Regions from separate parts of the Mus musculus genome. Here region 2 is linked to region 1. The links are chromatin contacts, called in public HiChIP or PLAC-seq maps. All regions are on one chromosome and are shown on one strand. Each heading gives the region's core, a stretch centred on a gene start, on an enhancer-like site or on the middle of the called end of the contact. The rest is flanking DNA. Distances are from core to core; before and after follow the strand shown. Region 1 has its middle 12 kb from the start of Gm32403. Region 2 has its middle 78 kb from the start of Gm38811.

Evidence for each region. HiChIP or PLAC-seq counts read pairs in DNA pulled down with a chosen protein or histone mark.
Region 2: an H3K27ac HiChIP or PLAC-seq map of extraembryonic endoderm stem cells shows a contact between it and region 1, with 4 times the contacts expected there. The contact joins two enhancer-like sites. A contact is called at or near these places in 4 of 39 promoter capture datasets (cranial neural crest, embryonic stem cells, maxillary cranial neural crest and 1 more), 4 of 115 datasets of contacts at active chromatin or transcription factors (embryonic stem cells, extraembryonic endoderm stem cells, stem cell-derived neural progenitor cells and 1 more) and 1 of 9 other capture datasets (embryonic stem cells).

The regions. Positions count from the first base shown.
Region 1 is chr6:51,191,727-51,199,235 of GRCm38.p6, forward strand. No RefSeq gene overlaps it. Among named protein-coding and RNA genes, the nearest start is that of Gm32403, 12 kb to the right of the region's middle. Within about 2 kb of position 1,860, at least 13 of the 459 cell types and tissues checked have an H3K27ac peak or open chromatin away from gene starts, as enhancers often do. A contact at or near this core is called in extraembryonic endoderm stem cells, where this site is marked.
Region 2 is chr6:51,629,755-51,636,235 of GRCm38.p6, forward strand. No RefSeq gene overlaps it. Among named protein-coding and RNA genes, the nearest start is that of Gm38811, 78 kb to the right of the region's middle. Within about 2 kb of position 3,662, at least 27 of the 459 cell types and tissues checked have an H3K27ac peak or open chromatin away from gene starts, as enhancers often do. A contact at or near this core is called in extraembryonic endoderm stem cells, where this site is marked.

The sequences.
Region 1 (7,509 bases), core at 610-3,109:
ATACGTCTGTCTGCAGTCATGGTCTAGGCACAGATCTGCTGCTCTTGGCTGGGCCCTGCGATGGTTTTGTGGCCGACCAACTAATACTGAGTGGTGGAATCTGGGATCTCCGCCATGTGTTGACTTTCAGGTGAAATTAAGGACTCTCTGCTAGTTTCAGATCAGCAAGAAATAATTTTTGATATAAGTTTGTTCCAAATATTTGCTCTCTTATCTCTCCTGCAGGCCAGCTGGAGTCTGTTCCCATAGCTAGCAAGAGAAAAACACCAAGAAGCAAGCTCAGCCGCCATCACTGTGTTTTGGGGGCTAATGTAAGGCATACAGCTCTCTCCCCAAAGGAGGACTGGAAAGCCACATTGAGAAAGACATGGCGACACTGAAGGTAAAGGTGGCATTCTGACAGCCCATCTATCTGAGTCCCCGGAGGAAGCATCGCCAGCAAATGATGTGGAGAAAAATCTTCCATGAAAATGTATTCAAATGTCACCTGCCCCATCTACTCAAAAACAGCAGTGTGCCCATGAAGTGCTTTGGAGAGCAGACCCAGGCTCCGGTCTGATTTTGTAAATCATCTTCTTTATTTTCTCGGTCAGGCCACATCTTCTCTGGAGCTCAGTTTCTTCGTCTATAAACTGTTAAATTTGCACTCATGGGGCCGCCTGACTCAATATCTTGAATATTTTAACTCAAGCAACCTCCTCCTTTCTGCCATGTCTCCACAGAAACCTCTTCCAGCCTAATCAGCTTTATGATGATATTAGTAACGCTATCACTTAAAACAGCCCATTATGGCCCCCATTGACTGCTCCTGAATTCAAAGGAAATTCAATCACCAATACATATCCAATAAAAAAAATGGAAATCTCCAGGCTAAAGGGACATCAGCCCCGGAAAAGGCGCAGGCCTCCTGAATAAATAAATCTGCTTTGCCCAATATTTTCCCCTCTTGATTTGAACAGAGACAGTAAGCCTTTTTCGGTCATTGAATTAATTTGCTAGAAGTGGCTGTAATTTCTATATAAATCCTGAGATTGTTTCTAATTTGCATGTTATATATGAATGTTTATGCATGCAGTGCCATCCTAATGTTCTCTGGGGATGCGCTTGCAAACTGTATGAATCATGTAAACAAAATTAAGAGTGGAATAAAAAGAATGTATGATATTTTCCTCACTAGTACTAATTTTTTTTTAAAGTTTGGTTTTCTCCTTAATGGTCTTCCTGCTGACTTTAATTATATTTATGGTACAATTATCCTGTCCTGGGCACAGCCTTGTATGCCCAGTGCTCATTTGGCGTCTGGTTTGGGGGTACGGCTGGCAGACAGCCGGGCAGTGTGATGGCTTCCCTGTTTGCTCCCTCCGGAGCCAGTGAGGAGGGAAAGCAATAGATGCTCTGGCGTCTTATTTCCCTCCACTTCACCTTCTTTCTTATGAGGACGAATTCAGATCGTGGGTAAAACTGAACCTGGGCTCAGGGCTTCTTCCTCCTGCAGCCTCCCCGGAGTGTTATCTGAAGACCCTTGCTGCTGTTAATTAATGATTTGCCAGCTGTCTACGCTAATTTTATAGCATTTATGTATGCACATGCATTGTTCCATAACAAAGGTTCAGTGCTTCTGTCTCGCCAGGGACGTCACTCTCTAAGGTTTTGCTTCCAAAGCACTTCAGGTATCAACCAGGAAGGGGCTCCCGCTCTCAGCCCAGCAACCTCTCTCTCTCTGGAGTCCGGACAGTGAAGTCACCATTCTTTGTAAAAGATCAGGCTGTTCAAGAGTCTGAAGGAAGAGTGGCTGCGCCATTGTGGCCCATCCCTGAGTTATCCCGGTGCTCTCTGAACTGCTGACCACGCCCATCCCTGTGTTATCTCAGGACTCTCTGAACTGCTGACCACGCCCACTTTAGAGGTCTGCGGTTCTGTGGGCATCTGGGAAGTTTGTGATGCCATTCCCAAGTTCCTCATTCTAGCGTTTGGGATTTGAGTGGGTGCGGGCTCCGCCATCAGCAGCCAGGTTCCCATCAGTTCTCGCTCAGGCGTTTGCTTCTCAGGGTGAATCCATTTCCGATCAAGTCATCCTTGCCCGGGGTGGGGGTGGGGTGGGGGTCGGGTGGGGGGTTGATCATTCTTCCCTGAAAAATCAAGGGAAAGTGTGACCTGCTGATTAGACGGTGGGACACACTAATGACTTAGGCTTTCAATAATTATTGAACATACTCTAAAATCTTTCCACACTGGATGGAAAGGAAGGCGCTGCAGGAGCATGACAGTCCTTGCCAGGTAGAGGCTTTGGATGTTTGTGAAGCACATGCTATGGACCAGGCTTTGTGTCCATCTTGTGTCATCGATGCAATAATCCTGTGTGTGCTACCATCCTGCAAAAAGTGAGTCTGAGACAGAGGATATAAACCTCCACCTAGAAACACACCCAAACTAAGCTAGGAGAGAAACCTAAGTGAGGGGAACACATGGCCACCAAGTTCCAAAGCACAGAGTCAGCAGATAGCAGGGCAAGCAGTAGCTGGAGCTAAGTATCTGACAGACAGGAGGACACTTTCTAGAAAGACTCTGAAAACCAGGCTGTATGGCACAAGCCAGTAATCCCAGCTGCTTGGGAGACTGAGGCAGGGGGATGGAAAGTTCAAGGCCTTCCTGCTCTATAGAACAGATCCAAGGCTAGCCCAGGGAACAGTAAGACCTGCCTCAAATTTTCGCAAAGTAAAAAGGCAGCTGTGGATAAGGCTCAGTGGTAGAGTGTTTCCCTAACTTGCACAAGGCCCTCGTTCAAGTTGTGCTGAGTCCTGAAAGAACAAAAGGACTCCCTGTGGAGGAAGACAGGAATGAACAAGAAGATGGCAGCCTCAGACAAAGTCCAGGGTCGGGCGGGAAGAATCTAGGAGAGTCCAAAGCCCACATTATAGACAGCATGCACATTTGATATTGGAAGATGGCTCAATCTGGACAGAGGCCTGGCCCACTGAAAGAGTTTGAAACGGAGGTCTGGGGTAAAGGCAGGTTCCCCCTGACTCTCACCAGAGGACCTCTCAAGTTTTACCTGAGGCTATTAAAATCAGTATTTAGGGGCTAAGGAGATGGCTCAGAGAATAAGAACACTGCCTGCTCTTGCAGAGAATCCAGGGATCATGTCCCAGCACCCACATGGTAGCTCACAACCATCTGTAACTCTAGTTCCAGGGGATCTGATGCCCTCCTGTGGCCTCCATTACTTCAGATATATTTCTGGTCGCATCCAACACCCCACATATAATCCTATTTATTTGTCCATGCATAAGGATACATTCTACAAGAGCAGTAGAGAGAGCTCAGCAGTGGTGGCACCAGTGGACCTGGGCTTGCATCATCCAGTGCCTTGAGAAGGTTTCCTCATGTCACCACATTGCGACTGCTTCAGATATATCTATGCTCACACCTGGCACCCCACATACGATCCTACTTATTTGTCCATCTTTCTAAACAGGAAGGTTTGGGTAAGAGAAAGGACAGGCGGTGCCTTTGGGAACAGTAAGACAGAACTTTGCCGTAGACAGTTCTCCTTTTCCTTATTGAATTGGTATGAGAAGAGTCCAATCTTCAAGGTCAAAGGAAGGTCACGTATCCTAACTCCCTTGCACCCACAGCTTAATCATCTAAAATTAAAAATCAATTCTTGTCTGAGACTCGTGAAGAGCCCATAATTGCTTTAGAGTGAAGCGCCGACTACCCGCACCCTTCCTCAACTTCCATTTCTTCGAGGCGCGAGCATCATTTTTCAAGTCGAGGGCATTGTCAGGATGAGATTGCACAGTAACCTGGTAGGACAATCCGTTAAAGATGAAATCACTTTTGTCATTATGTTCTTCAGGCAGAAATGAGGCCTCCCTTCATTGCTGCCTCTGAAGATGGTAAGGGAAAAAAAAGTAATATGAGCCGATTATTAGCAATATTTTTCCTCTAAAGAAAAAGAATCACCACAGCACTGGCTAGTATCTCTGCTGCTGGCAAGCTAGCATCGGCACCTTGCTTTGGTTTTTATAGAAAACTGGTTATCATTTCTTAGATAGTAGATTTTCTTTTTATCCTCAATGTCCTGTTCCCTCGCAGCTACAAACTGTGTCTGTGTCTATCTGTCTGTCTGTCTGTCTGTCTGTCTGTCTGCCTGCCTGCCTGCCTGCCTGCCTGCCTGCCTGTCCAGATATTTGTGATAAGGACAGCTTTAGCTTTCTAACCAGCCACAGTTGTTAAAAACCGATTCCCGGAGTTTTCATGAAATTTTAAAGCACCAATCAGGAGCCGTTTAATTGTGAAGATCAGTTCTGAGATGGAAACGGAGGAATCTATTAAAATAGTATTTTGGGCCATAGGATCTTTGGCTACTTTATAAGTTTACTTCACAGGAGTGGAACCACCCCCACCCGGCCTCTGCTGTATTTGTATAGTCATGGGTGTTATCACACACGTGAAGGCTGGCAGGAGCTATGAGAATGCCTCCCGGCTCAGCTCTGCCTCAGGTACACACCTACTGGGACATACTGCTTCTGATACCTTAATCCTGATTCACCAATCCATCATCATCGTAGCAGAGTGGGTCGCTCAGTCCCGTCACTGTGCCTTCAAAAGGAGTGACACTCATTCCAAGTTTCCTAGCCCCCATTCCAATCACCATTTAGAAAGTCTACAACTTGACTTCTTTTAGACCAAGCCAACTTTTCTTTTAAGCCCTGAGTGTGTTTTGTGAGGCTGGCTAATTAGCCTGCCTATACCAGAACTACTGGCTTTTTTATTACCTTTGGAAAACAAAACCAGGTTTGAGGAAGTGTTGGATGTAAGCTGTCTCCAAAACTTCAGGAAGGGAACCCCCAACCTTCTAAGCCCCCCTCCTCCCCAAGAAGATTTGTAGTCTGGTTAGAAGGACCATTTAGATGATGAAAGGAACCAGTGGACAGCTCCTGATTTATAACCAGCGTGATTTTTTTTAATATCCACCAAATTAATATTTTTATGTGTGTTCCCCCCATCAAGTTGCTTGGGTTTGAATTTCAAGTAGGGTAACCTGCCAAGACGGTGTAGTAAAATACGAACTGGATCATAAATCCCAGCAGGGGTGGGAGAACATAAGACAGATTGCTAACACCTTATAGAAAAAAAAAGCACATTTAAACAAAAAAGCAGAAATTTGCTTTAAAGTATACTGAGCCCAGCGGGGATTGGAAGAGACAGAAGTGGGCTGGATATGGGGCTGTTTTGACTTTCCCAACGTTGATTTCCTGAGGAACTCAACTTGCAGAAAACCATTGTGGCAGGTAACCCAGGGCCCATGGGTCTTTCTGTCACCCACAGTCAGTGATGACTTTCTAAGATGTGTGTTTAGAGATAAGGCAGAAGTATCCTCAAAGGAGCACCGTAACATAACAGCGGAGTCTCTCGGTCTCCCCTCCACTGGAGTGACCACTCACAGCTCATCAAAGTCTCCTTTCATTAGTGCCAGGCCAGGGGAAATAAAGGCAGTTGGCAAGAAGGGTGAGCTGTAAGAAGAAAGCCATGTGTTTCCTTCCTAAGACTAAAATCATTTTCCCGAGAGGAATAAAGAACATTTACAAACCTGGATGGATAAGGCTTGGCAGGAACACGTTGATTGCTTGCCTACCGTCTCCAGGAACCAGCAGGAACAACAGAAGCCCTTATTGGCTTGGTTTTATAACAAGTTTACTATACCAGTGCATACCCAGTTAAGCAAATGTCCTTACCACCTAGCTTATTAATACTGCGTTCTGGATAAACCACAGGTCAGATCATGTGACGAAAACATAGCCGCTGCATGGGAGGGGTCTAATAGAACTCACTCGATAGCCTATAAAACAGTCTCGAGTCCCGTCTGTCAACACCATTATAAAGGCAATCCACCAATCCTTCTACGGTCAGCTGTCAGTCCTTGAGCCATGTTATCTTTTCCCCTTATGACTGGTCAGTGCCTGGCTCTCAGGACTTACACGAAGTCCTCTCGGGAGCCAGCTCTAATGAGTGGCACCCCGGTGTCACAGCTCAGCAGGCACCGTGTTTCATGGAGACACATTTTCAAACCAAATCACCAGGGCCCATAACACTTTGCAAACACAACCTTAGGCTTCCATTTTCTTCACTGCAGGGCTCAGAGGCAAAGTCATGGCCAAGGCTTTCAGAATCTGTGAGTGGCACACAGGAAAGGGACAGCTTCTGACCAAACGGCTAAATTTAAATCACGTGGACTGCACAATCTGCTGTTGTTTTGACCCAAGGACGTATCAAGATTTTGCCAGCTATGGACATTTAGTCATAGCTATATAAGCGGAGTACCAAGTAAAAGAGGTCATAGGTACAGGTCATACATAGATTCAGTAACACACAGATTCAGTATTATGTAGCTACAGTATGTACATAGATACAGCACTTACATATTTTAAGAGAAAAGCTGATTTGTATCAGCTGTTTAATATACTAAAACTTTAACAGACTCTGCCTTTTCAAAGAGGTCCTCACAAAAAACAGAATTCTCCCAAAGTAAGTGAAAACATTTTTTTTTCCTAGAAAGGGAAGCGGCTGCATAGGATTGAAAGTTCTCTGCATATAATACTGAGGAGACTTTTAATTTCTTGGATCGCTAGCTGCATTGCAGTTATGCAAATAGATTTAGGAAATATACACTGAAGGATTATGGGATAAAGTAGTAGTACATCTACAACTTATTCCCAAACCACTCAGCAAAGAGGTCTCACACACACACACACACACACACACACACACACACACACACACACACACACACAGAGAGAGAGAGAGAGAGAGAGAGAGAGAGAGAGAGAGAGAGAACAAATATCTCCATATTTACCATCTGAGGAACCTTGTAAAAGGCTCACTGCCATTCTTGCTGAATACCTTATATAGATCTGAAATTATTTTTTAAGTTTTTTTTAAAGTCACCCTTTTTAGGCATTCAGTGTTATCCCTGCTTTTTGGCTAACTGTTTTGACTATATATTGTTCAGGATTCAGCACAGGACCTTGAAAATACTTGGCAAATGTTTTACCACTGAGCCCGCCTCTTTTTTACTATATATTTTGGGGACAGTGTCTCATTAAGTTGCCTAGGCAGGCCTTCAACTTGTGATCCTCCTGCCTCAGCTTCTGAAGTAGCTGGGGTTACATTGTTGCTTATTCAAAATGAAATTCTAACAGATTGTAATTGTAAATAACTTGTATTTTGCTTGCCAACATTGGTCTACAAAGAACTTGAAGTAGGTTCCATTTAGGGTATTGCTAAACCACGTCTTTACACGTCTGTGTTTCAATTGGAGTAACCCAAGAAGCCAGAAATCTGATAAGGCGTGGGGATGAGGGGGTGTCCAAGGGACAGAATAGAGAATACTGGTGTATGAAGGGGGAGGAGAGTCAGAGAGAAGATTGAATGGGGAAGGAGGAGGGAAAGGCACATGAATAAGAATGAAGAGTTCGCTAACACTGAAGACCTTTGAAAATGCCA
Region 2 (6,481 bases), core at 2,412-4,911, 440 kb after region 1:
GACTCTGCATTATGCCATGGGAAATGGACCAAACAGATAGACAGGCAAACTATTCCTCCTGAGGGCAGGCTGTGACGCTCACTCCTATTGAGAGTGGAGAATGCAAAGCTCAGGGCAGTGACACTCCTCTAACTCAGAGGGAGGAACAGAAAGTCCTGTAAGCTGAAACTCCGCCTCCCTCAGCCTCGTGTGTATTCTGAGACATCTGCTGTAATTTTTAGAAAACTCTGTTCCTTGACTCCACACATGAAAACATGGGAGTAATCATAGAATTATCTCTGTGCCACAATGCTACAGGTAAGGCACTTAGTGCAGGCCCTGTTATGTATTAAGAATCCAGCTGAAGATTCTAGAAGCTTTCCTTTGCTTGTTATAGCTGCAAACTTCACAGCTCTCAAGTGAAATAACAGCTTTTTTTCTTTCTTTTAAAATCAGCCTATCTGTAGTCTAGAAGCTATTTGCGTTTGTCTTTTAGGGAAGTCAGGACCCCCATCCTTTTCAGAGCAACTTGGACCAGACTTGACAGGCCAGGAAATCACTCACCCTTCACTGAGCCTTGCTCTTTCCTTCCCTGCCTTCAGCTTATCAAAAGCTCTGAGTGTTTATCTCACCCTTGCCAGAGCCCATCCCTTTGGATTGTCCTGGGTTTTACTGTCTTGTCCTGTTTACAATCATCATGTGCACACAGTGGCCTGAGATGAGGTAAGAGATGGGTGTCTGTGACAGGTCCATATCTGGTGTGCTGGGAGCTGTGCGACTTGCTTTGCTCTGATCCTGCTGAGCATATTTCCTGTGCTGCTGCCTTGATGGATCAGAGTTGAGAGAGATGGTGACAGTCTGGGCTCTGACCTGATGGTACCATCAATGCCCTTTGAGTCTCAGTGTAAAATGGGGACCTTGTCAGAAACCTGTGTGATCGTGGTGACAGGATAAGATAGCCTTTGAGAAGTGTTCTCAAGCCTGGCATGGTGGCATGTGGCATGGTGGCATGAGCCATTAATCCTAGCACTGGGGAGGCAGAGGCAGGTGGATCTATGTGAGTTGGAAGCCTGCCTGGTCTACAGAGTGAGTTCTGGTACAGCCAGGGTAACTCTGAGAAGAGAGAGAGAGAGAGACAGACAGACAGACAGACAGACAGACAGAGACAGAGACAGACAGTGAGACAGAGACAGAGGAGGAGGAAAGAGGGCTTCTCACATATAGTAGATGTTAATGCTACATAGCTCTCGCTCTATCAGCTTTGGGTTTCTTCTTTCTCCTGCTTTGGTGCACTAAGTGAAGAAGGCTAATGCACAAATGCACGGGCAGCATTTACTAGAACACAGTCTCTATTGCAGGGACCTGCCTATTTTATTCATTGTTCTGTGTCCAAGCTCTATAACCACATAAGCGACAATGGCTAATGAATTCACAGATACAAATAAAAGTGAAGTCCTGCTGCCTCGCAGATCCACACATGCAGATCTGATCCGCAGTGAGACACATCATAGAAGTAGAAGTTTGGAAATACAGTTTTGTGATGAGTTACGTGGATAGCTCAATACCGACCTTCCTTCTCATCTGTCTGCCCTGGTTAGGTGTCCCCCATTGCCATAAACAGATGCTGAGGTTCCAGACATCACAAAGTGAGAGCCATTGGGACACAGAGAAAATCCCTCTCCCTCCTGTCTTGAGTCTCTTCCATGGTGGGAAAGCCTATTGAGCTCTGCCAGCTGACTTCTGCTCACTTGCCCATGTCTAAGTCAGCCACCAGCTTGAACCTGTCAGAATCAACCCTGAGTCGTGTATGGGAAGGGTAACTCAGACCTTTTTTCCCAAAAGGCCACTCACTGCAAGGGCAGTGAAGACGGCTGCCTGCACCTCCTTGTAGGAGCATTGAGGAACAGGAAGAAAGCGATGAGGCAAAAATAAACTGTACAAGGTCACAACATAGGAGATGTCCGTCCTATGCAAGCAAAGGGCTACTGACACGGAGTGCTAAGTTCTAGTTCTGTGGAAGCAGAGATGTTCTCATTGGGCGGCAAGTGGGGTCAGGGTTCTCTGTTGCTTAGAACTGAAACCGTGTAAAAAGGACAGGAGGAAATGTGACAGTGTGCATTGATTTGTCCAGTATACATTAATGGCCAGTGATAATGAGAGACTTTCATTTCGAGGCAGCTTGGGAGGTTGTACTCTACTCAGCTGCTTGCACTAACGTGCATTGCTGCCAACCGATTGTGTCAAAGGAGACGCCTTAGTGCAGGATTAGTTAAGTCATACAGTGTGTCTCAGTGCAAGGTCAGGTAAGTCATACTGGGCGCTGTTACAGTGTCGCCTGGATTAGGTTAGAGATTCAGATTCACCATGAGAGTTGTAGTATGACCTCATGGATGCGTCCTTGGTTACTTCTGAGCATGTCCTAGTTCATTTGGTCAGGGTGGTGTTGACCTACTTAAAGAGAGAAATTATATGTAAAAGAGGTGACTCCCCAGGTAGGAGTGTAAAGAATGTGTTGATTTAATACTCTGACACCTGAAATAACCATCTACAAATAATATTTACCATATTATCTAAACAGGAGCCTGGAACCTATAGTTGACACATTAATGACCCGCAGATGAAGGTACCGTCCAGATGTAGAATCATCCAAAGTGGTATGTCCTAAAATACTTGGCGATGCAAACCCTTTAATTCAGCCACCACCCTCTGTGCAGCTAGTTTGAATCTGTGAGGTTTTCTGGAGTCCTCAGACCTCAGGACACTCAGGTTGGCGACAACACTAGAGGAAGCATGCATGCCCTGCTTGCATCGAATGAATCACATGTAGTCGGATTCAAAGAACACATTTCTAACCAGGTATAACCGTCTAAGAAGTCACTTTCTTTCCATGTCTCTTGAAATGTGACACTTACCCTAGTGCACAGCCTCTCATGTCTCCAGGCAGCCTCGGTACAGCAGGAGTAAATGTTTGATGAGCCTCAATATTTTAATAGATGTTGTTATCAACAGACTGCTCAACTCCTCACTCAAGAAGTTTGCAATGATTTGATTACGAGTATTTGGATAGGCATTTTAACCTGTTTACCACTGAGTTAAGTATAGTAGATTGAATATATGTCTCCAGCTCTGAGCTAACATGAGTGTTTTTATTTAGGCTCAAATTTAGTTGACTTAACTAATGTCATTTGTTTAGAAACTGTTAGTACTTTGCCACAATAGGCAGAAGAAATGCATTGCCTGGTTTCATGAATTGTCCTGCTAGAGGTCAGGATGTGTCTGACTTGGGCAATGAATGGAAACACTCTCTACATTCATGGTTCTGGGGCTTTGCCACTTTGCTAAGGCTGGTGGCCTACCACGGGCATGTGAGCTACACCCTGCTTTATCATCCTTATAGTTACCAGGGGCCTGGGCTCTGTGTGGAGCCGAGAGACACTTGGTCTCCTCCATTCTGAGAGGGTAGGGAAAACAATTGACCTTTCGCCTGTCTCTGGAATTCTCTGTATCTTTCTAAGCTTTGGGGTTGCATTGTCTCCTCTTAGGTTCTGGCTTAGTTTGCAGTGAGAAATCAGCCAGTCTCTCTCACATACCCCCATTTAAGAATCTCCCAGGAGCCTCAAGGCAGAGAAAGTTATCTGGATGCAGGATCATTATCAGTTTAACACAGCTCTCTGGTTGTTTTACAAACTAGTCCTTTGAGCCTTCGAAGGATGAGTTTGAAATAAGAGGCCCCACCTTCAAGTTACAGCCCTCCCTCCCCCCAAATACTGATTTTATGCTCCTGTCTGTGGCACACCTTCAATGCTTTCCTACAGTGCTTATCATGAATTTAGCTGTCTTTGTGTTTCCTTTTCCTGAACCTTTTAGAAATGAGCCAGATGTTCTCACAGTGTATGGACAGCCTGGAGAAAAGTGTTATTGTTTTAAGAGCTGGCCTGGAATTCCTCTCAGGGAGGAGACTCTCGGCCACCTTAACAGAGGCATTTGGTTGTAGAGATAAAGCCCTCACAGACTGCCTGGACAGGCTGGGGCTGGATGAAGAGATAGCAAACTGCTCTGAGGAAGAAGTTTTCAGGACTGTGGAATCGGAAGGACAGAAGGACGGAGGAGAAAGAACTGGGGGTGGGGGTGGGAGGAGGATGGAATCAGGGAGAAAGCAAGATGGCAAGAGACAGGAAATGGAAGGTCGTCTTCCCACGGACGGACACTTGGAGACTTTTGGGGTCAGAAATAAAGTGAAAAGGGTTGTGTACAAGGTCTAGAGTCTTACTCAGCCACAAGAGACCAGAGACAAGTGTGATCAAGAATCTAACTGCAAGGAGCCATTGGAGAGAGAGAGAGAGAGAGAGAGGGAGAGAGAGAGAGAGAGAGAGAGAGACCCTGAGAACATTAACTCTCAGTCATTCTCAGACATCTAGGGGCAGGATGCTGGCCTTCCCACAGGATGTGGGCCCGAGCTGGAGCCAGTTTTTATTTAAGGGAGAGAGTGACAGTAGTTGACACCCATGTTACATCTGTTCTGGGGCGGGGCAGGGGCAGGGGTTGGGGGGAGGGGGATAGAAGGGTTTTATTTTGAGTTGGAGAATTTCTGCAATACTGATCTGGAGATGAAGTAAATGTTAGAGTAAGTTTTATGACTTGTGTCTCCTAAGAAGAAAAACACAGCAGCAGCATTTAGAAAAAGTTATTTTAAAGGATTTCTTCATCCTAATGGATAGAGATTGTCTTCAGATGATACAAATATTCCAAAGATTTAATGAAGTTATCGGGAGCCTTGTTGACATTAATTAGAGTTCTGTAATTAGAATTATAGTTATAGGAGCTTCTTCCTGCAAACCAGAGGCACATATTTCAGCATCTCCGGTTCGCAGTGCCGTGGGCTCGGTACCTGACGCGTGTGTGGTTTTTTTTTTTTTTTATATAGCAGCGCTTTCATAATTCTTCTTAAATAACCATGTTGATAGATATTTAATCGTTTTTTAATTAATGATGGAGTAAAGCCGATTTATACTTGTGCTCCTCTGCCTCTGCCTCTGCCTTTGCTCACAAGCAAACTGTCAGCCGCTGGTGCACACAGCCACCCAAAGTGCAGGTGACACTGAATCCAATCAGGAAAGCAGCGCAAAGATGAAAGGTCTCACCAATGGGAAGTGAACTTGCTAAAGTACGCCTTTCAATGGATTTGGACAAAACTGAAAAATGTTGTTGCTATCAGATCCTTAGGCCGATTACTGAAGCGTTCGATTTTCCAGTGTGTCAATTCATCACTGTCTACCTGGGTGTAGTTAACACTTTCTCCTGCTCCTAGTGTGTCTGCTGAGATAGGCACTTGCTGTCACCAGGTATCTACCTCTCTAGAAGGTCAGCAGATCAGGGGAGGCGATGGTTCCCCCCCCACCCCCACCACTGTGCCCCTCATCCTTCCTCAGGTACTGGTGACGACGGCAGATGGAGCCTCTGTGTCTTGTGGGATCTGAAATATTAATAAGCTCAGGCTTTTATCCTTCAAACAGGTTAGCCTTTCCTTTTAGAGGTTCTGTAAAGTGTCCTGACTATTCATGCATGACACTGGCTCTCTAGGAAGATCTGCCGCCACTGCCAGACATCGGAACCCTACTTTCCCCGACGTCCCTCCTCTTCATTTTGTCAGTGTGCTGGTTCACATTTTAAATCACCCCCATTTTTTCAGGGATACTTAATTCCATTTTGAGATGAGAGGTCTTGGGGTGCATTTTAATATTTGATGGAGATACTGGCCTGGGGTGGGGGATATCATTCTCATTTGCAAAGTTAGAGAGAGATGGGTGTCTCAGAGGAGAGCTTAACTTGAGGGAAGCAGTGGATCACTAACGTGAGGTGTTTGACCCCCCCTTTCAGAGCACAGTAGTGGTCCACGGCCCCAGTGTTAGAAGCAGTGTTTGAATCACAGTCATCTCACATTTGGAAAGCCAAAGCCGCTCTTCTGCATATTCCTGCATGTTTTCTACGAAATCCATATTGTGTGGTGCGCAGTTTAGATTGTTTTAAGGGACTGTAATGGCTTTGGTTTAGCTTGTCCATTCCAGCCAGGCAATGAGTATCAATTTTGTTAATTAAGAACTTCAGACTCTTTAAATTTATAGTACAATTACAATTTACTTCATATTGAAGAGGGTCTTTACCCCGTGGCACCATTAGCAAAATGCCTGCTTGCATTGTTTGCTGACAGTTTCAAGGCAGCCGACCTTCCTGGGAAGAGCTTTGGCCTCTGCACTGAAATTTCTCACTTAGGTGTCAACCACTCGTCAGCAGAAAGTAACTATGAAGACTTTTGACTTAAATCTTTCTTTCTTTCTTTCTTTTTTTTTCTTTCTGGTTTCTCCCCTAAAGAAAAAGCCAATTCATCAGGTAGGAAAGGACTGCCTTTTGCAGTCCCAGGTCCTGCCGGGAGACAAATGACTGTAAAAATTTAAAATCAATCATTAACAGATTAGCTGTTGGTCCAAAGTAAATAGCAATCAGC